Regions from separate parts of the Sus scrofa genome. Here region 1 is linked to region 2. The links are chromatin contacts, called in public HiChIP or PLAC-seq maps. All regions are on one chromosome and are shown on one strand. Each heading gives the region's core, a stretch centred on a gene start, on an enhancer-like site or on the middle of the called end of the contact. The rest is flanking DNA. Distances are from core to core; before and after follow the strand shown.

Evidence for each region. HiChIP or PLAC-seq counts read pairs in DNA pulled down with a chosen protein or histone mark.
Region 1: a contact with region 2 is called in an H3K27ac HiChIP or PLAC-seq map of alveolar macrophages. The contact joins the promoter of FAM53C here to the promoter of KIF20A in region 2. A contact is called at or near these places in 1 of 5 promoter capture datasets (fetal liver) and 1 of 2 datasets of contacts at active chromatin or transcription factors (alveolar macrophages).

Annotation. Positions count from the first base shown.
Region 1 is chr2:140,326,079-140,332,527 of Sscrofa11.1, forward strand. FAM53C (protein FAM53C) reads left to right here and starts at 4,523. Exons shown (of 5, transcript XM_005661691.3): 1 at 4,523-4,799. LOC100515533 (oocyte-specific histone RNA stem-loop-binding protein 2) reads left to right here. Exons shown (of 8, transcript XM_021084840.1): 3 at 399-494; 4 at 602-706; 5 at 1,569-1,678; 6 at 1,681-1,711; 7 at 1,854-1,941; 8 at 3,390-4,167. The coding sequence ends at 3,497.
Region 2 is chr2:140,198,840-140,205,034 of Sscrofa11.1, forward strand. It overlaps KIF20A (kinesin-like protein KIF20A), which reads left to right and starts at 3,478. Exons shown (of 19, transcript XM_003123952.6): 1 at 3,478-3,602; 2 at 4,073-4,258; 3 at 5,830-5,919; 4 at 6,018-6,137. The coding sequence starts at 4,094. BRD8 (bromodomain-containing protein 8) reads right to left here and starts at 3,408. Exons shown (of 24, transcript XM_005661688.3): 1 at 3,360-3,408; 2 at 3,025-3,096; 3 at 2,042-2,138. The coding sequence starts at 3,043.

The DNA of each region.
Region 1 (6,449 bases), core at 3,273-5,772, 130 kb after region 2:
TTGAAAGACAGTAAGTCAGAAATACAACCTTTAGCTGGTGTCAGAATCTTAGTGGCTGAGAAGTATAGTATAATTAGTCTAGTTTTCTATACTCTTTTCTTTTTCTTTTTTTTTTTCCTATTTTTTGCCTTTTTGCCATTTCTTGGGCCGCTTCTGCGGCATATGGAGGTTTCTAGGCTAGGGGTCTAATCGGAGCTGTAGCCGCTGGCCTACGCCACAGCCACAGCAACTCAGGATCCGAGCCGCATCTAAGACCTACACCACAGCTCACGGCAACGCTGGATCCTTAACCCACTGAGCAAGGCCAGGGATCGAACCCACAACCTCATGGTTTCTAGTCGGATTCGTTAACCACTGCGCCACAATGGGAACTCCTCTAATACTCTTTTCATCTGTAGAATCTGCTTCCTCAGAAAGGAGGTGTGTGAAGAATCTTTATCCTCTAGGATAGAGATGGTGAGTGTGGGAGTCAGCACAGAGCCATGCCGTGCCAGGTAAGTTTGACAATTAACCTGGAGATTAAGGGAATGTAGGATGAGTTGGTTTCCATTTTGATGGCCATGATCACACTTCATGGGGCCAGTGTCTTACTTCCTCACAGGTGGGAGGTGGAGACAGACAAAACTATCCTACAGCGGCGGCAAAAGCAGATAGATTATGGCAAGCGCACACCTGGTTACCAGTCCTTTCTACAGCAGGTTCCCAAGTGAGTGCAACTGTGGGTAGTCACAACAAGATGGTCAACCATGTGGCTTTTGTTCAATTTCAGGTGATAGAAAGATACTAGATCTGAGTGTTGTTAAAAAGTTGCAACATTACTAAAATATCCAGCAATCTAGCCCCCAAAATAAGTTTCCAAGATTTTTTTTTCAAATGCAGTAAGTTACACTTGGTCCATAAAACTTCTTAAAGCTCTATTAGGGAGTTCCCGTCATGCCTCAGGGGTAAGGAACCCAACTAGTATCCATGAGGAAACTGGCCTTGCTCTCTCGGTTGGGGATCCAGCAGTACCTTGAGCTGCAGTGTAGGTCACAGACGCAGCTTGGATCCCATGTTGTTGTGGCTGTGGTATAGGCTGGCAACTGCAGCTCTGATTCAGCCCCTAGCCTCGGAACTTCCATATGTCAAGGGTGCAGCTCTAAAAAAAAAAAGAAAAAGAAAACAAGCTCTATCAGTGTTTGCTGATGAAGTTTGTTTTCATCCATTTTCACCTCATGCCTCCAGCTGACTTGGATAATGACAACATACTTGCCTAACTACATGTAAGTTTACATGCATACATACAAGTTAATGTATGAAAAGGTAGAATTTATTTTAAAGAAATGTCAAATACAGTCTTTTATATCTATCTTGACTTCTGCGGGCATTGGAATATCTAATTCCCCTTCCCAGAAGAAAGAATATCAGAGAGTTGGGAAGTTTGGTGTTTAAAGATTTTCTTTGGATTGAGGGCACTGATCCTACCTCATTCTCAGGGAATCCCTAATGCGTCTCCTAATTCGCTGTGGTAAGTAGTGAGCTGTGCCCCTTCACCTTGACCTCAGTCTGACACAATCTGTTGTTGCCAGGGCACAGCGACTGCCAGGACTTCACCCTCAAACGCCAAACAAGAACAGGAGGTACAGCCGTCGATCCTGGGATGCCCAGATCAGGCAGTGGAGAAGAGCCCTACATTCCTGGGACCCCCCAACCAGCCTCTGCAGGCTGAGGGGTGTGTGCACTATTCCTGGTTCCTTCTTTGAGTGATGGACTAAGCCCCACCTCTCTCCACTTTGCAGAGGTTTAGCTTTCACTGGCTGAAAAGGGAGAGTGTGAATGAGGTTCATGTTCCTTTGACTCTACCGTCTCTCTAGGTGGGGAATGGAGAATCTCTTAGAGCCAATGGATTCTTCCCCTTTGCAACCCTCAGGGAATCTGGATGGAGACCAGAAGGGAACCCAGGTAGTATCCTCTGCTGCAATCCATTGGAGCAGGGTCAGAGATGGGATCTGGCCTAGGAGGCCAGAGTTATGATGGGGTTCAAGGTAGTAGCCCAAGAACAAAAGAAGGAAAATAAGAGAGCAGGACAAATTGCAAGACATGAGTTAAAAAAAAAAAAAAAAAAAAAAAAACCGTTGAAGGGAGTTCCCGTCGTGGCGTAGTGGTTCACGAATCCGCCTAGGAACCATGAGGTTGTGGGTTCGATCCCTGGCCTTGCTTAGTGGGTTAAGGATCTGGCGTTGTCGTGAGCTTGTCGTATGGGTTGAAGACACGGCTGGGATCCCACAGTGCTGTGCCTCTGGCGTAGGCGGCGGCTACAGCTCCGATTCGACCCCTAGCCTGGGAACTTCCATATGCCACGGGAGTGGCCCAAGAAAACGCAAGAGACAAAAAAAAAAAAAAACAAAAAAAAAAAAACCTGAAGCAAAAGTGGCATAAGGAGATCTAGTTAAAGTTAGTAATGGGAGAGATGTTGAGCTGCACTGGGGAAGCTATTTTATACTTGATGAAATGAGTGTCATCTTCCTTTGAAATGAGACCTGAAACCTCACTTGGAGGGTTTTAAGTGTCTCAGTTTCTTTCAGTATTTACTCAACCATTTAAGTATAGTAAGCATGGTCTTTTATTATTAAATAAAAAGAGGGATCACCTAATGGTGAAGATCAGAGGTTTTAGAGCCTAAGACTGCTTTCCTCCCACATCCACCTCAGCATGCTGAAGTTCCTGGGCCAGGGATGTAACCCATGCCACAGCAGCAACTCAAGCCACTTCAGTGCCTTACCCCACTGCACCACAAGAGAATTCCTCAACTGCTTTTTAATACCTCTGTCCATCACTGTTAAGGGAGTCACTTAACCTCTCCTGCTGTTTTATCTGTCAAATAGATTTTTGTCTCATTTTATTATTGTAAACAAAAATGAGAATACACATTTAAAGTATGCATCATGGTGCCTGAAACATAAGTGCTCCACCAACAGCAGTTATTGGAAACCATGTCTGTCTTTTTTTTTTTTTTTTTTTTTTTTTTTTTTGGCTTTTTAGGGCCTCAATTGGGGCTTGTGGAGATTCCCAGGCTAGGGGTCGAATCAGAGCTACAGCTGCTGGCCATAGCCAGAGCCACGCAACGCAGGATCTGAGCCGCGTCTGCAAGCTACACCATAGCTCATGGCAATGCCAGATTCTTAACCCACTGAGCAAGGCCAGGGATGTAATCCCAACCTCATGGTTCCTAGTTGGATTGTTTCTGCTGCACCACCAACAGGAGCTCCAGGAAAACCATGTCTCTTGTACTTCATGCCCCTGTGCCTTCTTTTGCTAAGGGAAATGTGCAGGGCAAGCAAGTGTGCAGTATATTCCCCCCCCCATTTTCTTCATAAATACATCACTTTCCCTCTACTTTTCTTTTTCAGCTTGCAGATTTGGTGGCTCCTGCCTCCTCCCTTTCCTGGATCTGTGAGGAAGATCCCCACCACTGGCTCTACGTTCTAGCTGATTACAATTATCTGTCCCAAACTTGAGTGGAGCACAAAATATTTAGGGAAAACATGTCTTTCAGAGGACTTGTTGCTGAATGTGACAATGAAATTACTTGCAGTACTTCTTTCCAATCGATTAAAAATGAAGTCTAAAACTCTGTCCTTTAAGAGATCATAACACGAAGGCATTGTTTAACCCACCCCATCTTCCCATTTTTTTACCGTCTCTCTAAACCTTCTCGATAGCTGAGACTCAAATTGACATAAGAGCCAGAAATCACCCAGCTTTTCCACAACCTCTTCACCTACTACTATATTCAGATTCTTAAAAAAGGACTGAAACTTTGGCTGAGGTGGGAGGTGGTGGGAGTGGTGGAGATTTTGTAAAAGGTGGTTTCCTCTTCCTGAGGAGAAAACAGAGCCATCAATATTTTCCCCTCATCTGTCTGTTTGCTCCCTCCCTTTCTGTCTAAAGGAAAGTGGTCCAGCTGTAACCACCATAATTTTCCCCTCCCCCTTCCCCCTCCCCCACGCAAGCAACTGAACCGCCTATGATGTCATAATCACAATCCCATTACCTCATCCTGCTGGGGGGGGGTGCGTAGGGGAGGAGGAGTGAACAGCCCTGGGCCCTGGTCAGCTTTACGATATTTTGGGTAACGGCTAATTACAGAACCAAGTAGGAACGGCCCCGCAACCGTTATAAGTCCTGGATTCTTAAGGCTCGAGCCGATCTGGCAGCTGGGAGAGGGGCTCTGGGACTCAGAGCAGGCCCTAATCGGCGCTTGGACTACACTTCCCAGAAGCCTTCACGCCGCGGACGGGTCCTCTGCTAGGAGAAAGGGGATTCCTTCAGAAAGGCGGCTGTAGAGGGTGGGACAGAAGAGCAGGTGAGAGGAACCTGAATTAGTTCTTTTACACTACTGGAACCGAGTTGAGGGCTGTAAGTGGATCTATGTAGTAATAGAGGGCGAAGGCGATGGCTTTGTTTACCTTCAGCCGACGCGGCCTCCCCCGCGGGTTTCGACGTTTGCCTCCAACTGGGTCAGTCCACCTTCTCCAATATGTTGGAGGGGGTGACTCGATAATGAGGAACCCACCCTTGTAGCTAAGTCAAAGAGCCGGGCCTCTTCCCGACAGCGCCATCCAAGAAGGGCTTTGAGAGATAAACGACGCGGTGCTCGAGCCCCCGCGGACGGTTCGGGGGATTCTGCATATCGGGGTGATCTCCCCGCTCTCCTCAGGGGCCCGTTGGTTCGCTCCGGCGCCTTTTAAGGGCACCGTGGGGCGAACCGAGCGCTCAGAGCTGCTCTGGCCGCGGCCCTGGGAGCTGGAGGAGCCGCGGTAGGTGGCGGAGGGCAGGTGGCGCTGTGGCCTCGGGGCGGGCACCTCGACCGTCCCTCCCTCTTTCCCTTTTTCCCCTCCCCCAGCCTGGCCGCCTGCGAGGCAGGGCCTCGCTGGCCGCCTCCGCGGGGAGAGCACGGGACCCGGTGGGGGAGGGGGTGGCGGAGTGCTAAGTCCCAGACCCTCTCCATCCTCTGCGTCCTGAGTTCGCTTCCCGCGGCCAGGTGATGGGAGCTGATTGGGAAGAGACGAGCGACAGCCCCCATGAGCGTGCCCTGGCGCCCCCCCGGGGGGGGGGGCGGCAGCGGACGCCCCATGCCCCACCCCGCCGGGACAGGCAGGGCAACCGAGGGAGAGGTTGAAGATTGGAAGGGGGGCCTAGCCTTTTGCTTCTTCATTGGGGTGGGGGGAGGGGTGCTCCCCACTTGTCACCCTTATCCCCACCAGTGCCATATGGAGGAAGAGCAGTCAGGTCCCTACATACCTGTTCATGCACCTCCATGCCTGCCTCATGTTTTCCTTAGTCTCCCCCAGAGCTGTGGGACTGGGACCTAGGGGGAAGGTCCCCATGGGTTTTTGACTCTCCTCCCCTTTGGCCTCACTTGATCCTAGGTTCTCCAGGTTTCAGCACAACCTCAGCATCCCTGAAACCCTAATGTCAGGGATTACTGCCAACCCATGGGGTCGGGGTGGCAGGGGTCCAACCTTTATTTGGGGGGGTGATGGTGGAGAGAAACCCTGGATTGAGAGTTGGGCCTGGTGGGGTTTGGAGGAGGGCCTAGCCGCCTGCTGCTCTGTGTAGGGCTGAGCCCCGTGCCAGTTGTTAAGCTGAGAAGTTTTAACTTGTTTAGTGAACGTTCAGGGCTGTCTGCCCCTCAGATACACAAAATGGAAGGGGAAGGAAGGCGGCAAGAGAGGGCTTCTTACACTTTTTTCTATGCCTGCCTGAGAAAGAGGAGGCCCCTCGTGGAGCTGGTTTGCCTTCTTTTGTGTCCTGGTTTGATTCCTTATGGCTTCCGTTCTGTTCCCCCTCTCAGCCTGGCCTGTTTTAGGAAACTCAGACAGAGAGTATCAGTTGCGTGGTGGTAGTTGCATTGTTCCAATTACCGCCGTGTGTGGCCACATCCCAACAATTAAAATGCAGAAAAACACAAAATCACTCTCTTCCCTTGATCCCAGAGAGGGCTAGAAGTTTGCTGTTTGGCTAAATGCCTCATGAAGAGCTTAAAAGAGTTTTGCTTCACTCCCTGCTCCTCATGGCTGGTCAGCTTGAGGCCTGGGGTGTCTGGGGGTAAAAGCCTGCAGTTAGGTTCCCTCTCTGGTTGATTTTTGAGGGCAGAGTTAAGAAACCAAGAGCAGAAGTGATATAAGCTTTAGCTTCTACAAGAACATAGGGGAAGCAGCCGAAAGGAGCTCCCAGGAAGCTGGAACTCTGTTCGGAGTGGTAGTAATAATTATGCATGAAAATGTTATTTAGCCATAGTGATGACTGACTTCTCCAACACCTTTTTTCCCTTAAACTCCAAGTACACGAAGGTGTATTTCTTTGCATTTCCTTGTGGTCTGCCTTCTTTTGAGGTGAGAGTGGGTAGAGAGGATCCCCTCTTTTTCTGCCTAGGTAGAGAGTGGTCTGCCCTCAAGGTCACAGAA
Region 2 (6,195 bases), core at 2,228-4,727:
TATAAACTCATATATTCTTTGACTCAGTATTTCATATCATGAGTTTATCTTAGATAAAATTCTTATGTGTGTGTGTGTGTGTGTGTTGTTTTTTATTTCTTTTGGCTGCAACCATGGCATATAGAAGTTCCCAGGCCAGGGATCAAACTCATGCCACAGCAGTAACAACACCGGATCCTCAGTCCACTGAGCCACCAGGGAATTCCCACTCGTTTTTTTTTCCTTTCTGTTGCTCCTTCCTCGTCGGCATATGGAGGTTCCCAGGCTAGGGGTTCAATGAGAGCTACAGCTGCTGGCCTACACCACAGCCACAGCAACACGGGATCCGAGCCGCGACTGCAACCTACATCACAGCTCACAGCAACACTGGATCCTTAACCCACTGAGCAAGGCCAGGGATCGAACCTGCATCTTCATGATACTAGTCAGGTTCCTTACTGCTGAGCCACAATGAGAACTCCAGGAATCTAAACATTTTAATCAGTGGCATGTGCTGACAGTGAGAGCTGAAGCTGAGAACCCACTCCTTCCCTGCTGGTCACTGCCCTGGGCTTGGGTACATTTGGGTCAGGCACACCTTGATGGTGTCCTCTGAGTTATCTTAACTCTTTCCCTGCCAACTAGTCCTATGGCAGGTTCTAAACTTGCTAAGCCACAGTGGGAACTCCCTACGTTTGACCTAAGTGCTCTTATACTATTTTTCTAACAGAAATATAAAAGATACACAGATTGCATTCTATTTCAATCTAGTTTACCTGATATTTTGTGTAAAAATTCATTCAGTTTTATATTTGAATTGAGTTATATTTAATGTCAAGCTGAGATTTATCAAATAGCATGTTTCATTTTGTCATAGGGTTTACTGGCTCAAGAACAGCTGCTACCTGGAATATCCTGGATTTATCTTTGAAAGGCTATTTGAAGAATACATAAAATTGTGGAAGTGCTAACTGTGACAAGTGATGATGCTTTCATAAACTCATTTGAATGGTTACAGAAGTAGAGATATACCATACAAACTCATATTTGTATCTTAAGTAATTAGAATGCTTAAGACAATTAAAAGGTTTCCTCGGGAGTTCCCTTCATGGCTCAGTGTTTAAAGAACCCAACTAGGATTCATGAGGATGCAGTTTGATCCCTGGCTTCACTCAGTGGGTTAAGGATCTGGCATTGCCGTGAGCTATGGCATAGGCCGCAAATGTGGCTCGTATCCCACATTGCTATGCCTGTCCTGATTCAAGCCCTAGCCTGGGAACCTCCATATGCTGAGAGTACTGCCCTAAAAAGACCAAAAAAAAAAAAAAAAAAAAAAAAAAAACCCAAAAAAAAGAGAGAGAGAGAAGAGTTTGTTCTGGTTTCAAAAAAGACCGGACACAGACAGTCCCACTTTCTGGAACTTAAATGCTGAATGCCAAGACAATTCAATAGGAAGAGAATAGTCTTTTCAACAAATACTAGGTCCTACGACAGTTGCATGCAAGTGACCCTGCCTTATAACCTCATAAAAATTATCTCAAAATGGATCAAAGATTTGAATGTGGAGAGTTAAAAGCTCTTAGAAGAAAACATAGAAGTAAATGGTTGTTAGCTGTGACACCAAAAACACTAGCCACAGAATAAAAAATAGACAAACTGGACATATCAAAACCAAAAACTTTTGTGCTGTAAGCAATACCAAGAGATAACAACAATACCAAAGAAAGTGGAAAGACAACACACAAAATAGGAGAAGTATTTGCAAATCATGTATGTGACAAGGGATTTGTGTCCAGAATAAATAAAAAATTCTTATAACTCAATAATAAAATGAAAAATAATCCAAAGGATCTGAGCAATTACTCCAAAAGACACACAAATAGACAATAAAAACATGAATAGATGCTCAGCACTCAACGGTTTCCAACAACATTGGTTCAGAAAAATGCAAATCAAACCCGCAATGAAATATCATTTTATGCCCACTAGTATAGCTATAACCAAAAAGACAACGCTCAACAGTTTCCAATACCCAAAAAAGCTGACAACCTAGATACCTTACCAATTTTGATCTCCACTCCTCATGACTGAAGACGCTAAACACAGCTTCTCTCGGATGGACCATGGCTCTGTAGGGCCAGTACTCAGCAGCTTATGTTCTGAAAGTAGAGAAGACTTATAGAAAACCACTGAGACACTAGTTCTAAGCCTCAAAGAGAAGACTAAAAGCCTAAACATCCCAACCTATAAGGACAACGTGAGCTACTATCACCAAATCTTGATTCTTCACCTTTCTAGTAAATAACCTAACTAAAACAGTGTGCCTATGGTATTTGAAGAAATAAAATGTTTTGCCTTCAAATGCCATGGGCACAATGGTTTAGTTTAAAAAAAAAAAAAGTAATGTCAGATTAAGATAGGGCAGCTCCCCGAAAGACTCAATTTTAAAAAACGCTTTATTCCAATTTGGACCTAAGGGCTTATTTCCCAGGATTCCGAGCGGCCACCTCCCCTCCGTCCCGCCTCCTTCTTAGCATAAAGTTGTTTACTTCTTTCAGTAACACCGCTCCCCTTTCCCCTGGCCGGGCCTAAAAGCCATATTCAGTCCGTGAAACAGAGATAAATGACTGAGATGCCCGAAATGTGATTTCCCCAGTGGCAGAAAAAGCTCGCGGTTAAAACTCCCCATTTCTCTGTGACTAGTGGCCTCATAAACGTTCGTCAGAAACTGAATGACTCTTTGGGATGCCGGCCACTCCTTAAGGCGCACAACGTCTCGGTCCGTCTGTAGGGCACCTTTTCAGCTCACCCCGCAGAGCTCCCCAACATACAAAGATTTCGCTGAGCTGCTTATCTCAAACCTCGGCGGCCTTACTGAGAAGACTACACTTCTAGGCCCCCGGCCGTTGGGCTTCACTACACCGTCGAGTTCAAGTCTCGTGCCCTCCCTGGGCTCTCAGGCAAATCACTGCTCCTACTCTCTATGCTGTTGCCTGGCCTCGGCTCTACAAAGACTTACCACACAAAGGCGGTGCAAATACTTACTGCCCGTCCCTGCCGCCATTTTGGCTCGGAAGTCTCCAACTCCTGAGGGAAGAGCGTCAGCGTCCGCTACGCCTTAAAAAAAGAAAGTATAAGAAAAAGAACTCTGGGAAATAGAGTCCCGGTGTTTGGTTGCGGTGCTTCCTGGGAAATGTAGTCCCCCACCCCACCCCAGGAAGAACAAGTGCCCTAAACCGGGTCTCTTGTGCGTTCCTGGGAAGGAATGTGATAAAGAACAAAACACGGCAGCTGATGCCTCAGGGTTCAAGAAAAAGTAATAAGGCGGAATTGCAGGATCACCCAACACCAAGCCTCGACAGTTGGTAACCCGGACCCACTTTTGAGCAGAGCGGTCAGGCCGGAATAAGCCGTTTCCCAGTCTCGTCTGTCCCCTTGCGCTGATTGGTAGGTTCAGGTTTCGCTATCTGATTGGCTCAACGAACGCAGCGCGTAATTTAAAACATTGTATCAGTAACAAAGGTGAGCCTCGTGGGCGGGGTTGTGCTGTCTAGCTGCGAAGGTTCAGGTTCCGTCGCGGGGTGTGAGTGAGCCGGTACCGGAGGAGACGTGCGGTGTCTTCGGTGAGTATGAGGCTCTACTGGAGCCCAGCTGCGGTACCTGCTCTTGCCCTCGCGAATTAGGCTTTCAGAAAGAAGAACTGCCGCCATCCTTTTTTTTTTTTTTTTTTTTTTTAATACCTCTGTCCTCACTGTGGGCCTGGGGGAGAGACTGAAGGAGCCCAGGGCTACTGACACCACCTCCACGACACCGGAGAGCAAGACACCGTACTTGGAGTGTGGCCTTCTGCTTTTGGAGCTGGGTGTCTGCTCATTCCTGTTCGCGGTCGGAAATGCCGCCTCAGACTGGATTAAATGATTAACTCTCTCTCTCATTTCCTTTCTCTTTGCTAGTAGTTGAAGGGAAAGAGGAGCAGGAATTCAGCCAGTGAGACCAAGTTGTCTTGGGGCCTAGGAATTGGTTCTTACTCAGAATTTGCAGCCCTTTTTATCCCATAAGGTTCTCCTCCCTACCCACTTTTGTCTCTCTTTAGATCTAGGCTTCCCCTGCTAACATGTCGCAAGGGATCCTCTCTCCACCAGCCGGCTTGTTGTCGGATGAGGAAGTCGTAGTCTCCCCCATGTTTGAGTCCACTGCTGCAGATTTGGGGTCTGTGGTGCGCAAGGAACTGCTGTCAGACTGCTCTGTCATCTCCACCTCCCTGGACGACAAGCAGCAGGTAAAGGAGTTGAATTGGCTTGGGGGCAGAAAGTCATATCCTCAGCATACTAGTTATCCCTACAAAGTAGCAGGAGGTCAAAACCCTGCATTCTTAGGGTTTGAGAGATCAACTGAAAATTAAGGACAAGACAAGTAAAAAATGTACAATTGTGTGTCTCTAAGAAATCTATTAACTGCATTGCCGTAATGAAACATTCTCAAATGCATACTCAGTTAATCCTATGAGAGAAGGCAGTAGTTAGATCTCCTTCACCATGAAGTCCAGACATATTCAGGCTTTAATATGAACCCATAGCTTGCACTTAAAAGGGGGCTTGCTTTCTGCTGAGATGTCTCAGCTGCAGCATTCTTGATGCCTGGGGCCAGATGATTCTTTGTTATAGGGGGCAGTTCTGTGCAGTGTAAAATGTTAAGCGGCATTCTTGGTCTCTACCCACTAGATGTCAGTAGCTCCTTCCCAGGACATCCAGGAAATTTGTTCTGGCATTACTAAATGTCATGGTTAAGAACAGCTCTACTCAGACATCTCTTGTAGAAGTTTTATGAGAGCAGGGCCTTTGTTAATGTCCTTCACTGTGAACTACTGGATCCTATAAGATTTCCTGCACCGGAGTAGAGAGATCTCTGATCTCTAAATATCTGTTGAATGAACTTGGTGGGTGCTATTATTAACCCCATTCTACAGATGAGGGAACTGAGGTAAAGAAAACTTAAAGAACTTGTTCAAGATCTCAGGAGTTCCCGCTGTGGCACAACAGGATCAATGGTGTCTTTGCAGTGGCAGCAATTCAGGTTTGGTCCCCGCCCCGGCACAGACACAGTGGGTGAAGGATCCAGCCATGCTGCAGCTGTGGCATAGGTTGCAACTCCAGCTCTGATTGGATCCCTGGCCCAGGAATCCAATGGGTGGCCGAAAAAAAAAGATCTCATGGTTTCTTAATGATGGAATTGGGACTGAAATTCAGGTGTGTCTGCCTCTAAGGTGCTTAACTACTATGTTTTGCCATAATATCACACACTAATTTTCATGCCATTCAGAAAGTTCTAACCCAGATAATCTGTGGTAAGCCAGGCTTTCAGGATTCTAAAACGACAAGAAAGATGATTAAGTAGTGAAAAAGTCCATGTGGGTTGGAGTGATTATGGAACCTGAGTAGCTGCACACAGTCATTAGAGGTGGAATATGGTAGTGTTAACATGATTTCCAGGAACTATTTTATTTTACTTCTATTATTTTTTTGTCTTTTGTCTTTCCAGGGCCACACCTGCAGCATATAGAGGTTCCCAGGCTAGGGGTCCAATTGGAGCTGCAGCTGCCGGCCTACACCACAGCCACAGCAATGTGGGATCCGAGCTATGTCTTTGACCTACACCACAGCTCATGGCAACACCAGATCCTTAACCCACTTAGCGAGGCCAGGGATTGAACCCTCATCCTCCTGGATACTAGTCAGGTTCATCAACCACTGAGCCACAACGGGAACTCCAGAAACTATTTTATATTTGCCCATCTGCTCAGAAGTAACTGCTGAGATTAATCTGTGGTTCTGGCCTGGAATTCTGTCACAGGTTCCATCTGAAGGAAGCATGGAGAAAGTCAAAGTATACCTGAGGGTCAGGCCCTTTTTACCTTCAGAGTTAGAACGACAGGAGGATCAGGTGAGTTTCTGAGGAGGGAGGATTAAAAGTGGAATGCTGCAATACAGTAGAGGCTCCCAGGAATGTTTTCCTTCGGTGACAGTTTTCCCTCTTCTTAGGGTTGTGTCCGTATTGAGAATATGGAGACCCTTGCTCTACAGGCACCCAAGGACTCTTTTGCCCAGAAGAGCAACGAGAGAGGGATTGGACAAGCAACACACAGATTCACCTTTTCCCAGGTATAGAGATACTGATATGTGAACAGGGCACCACCATGTAGAGGCAACTTTATTCCCT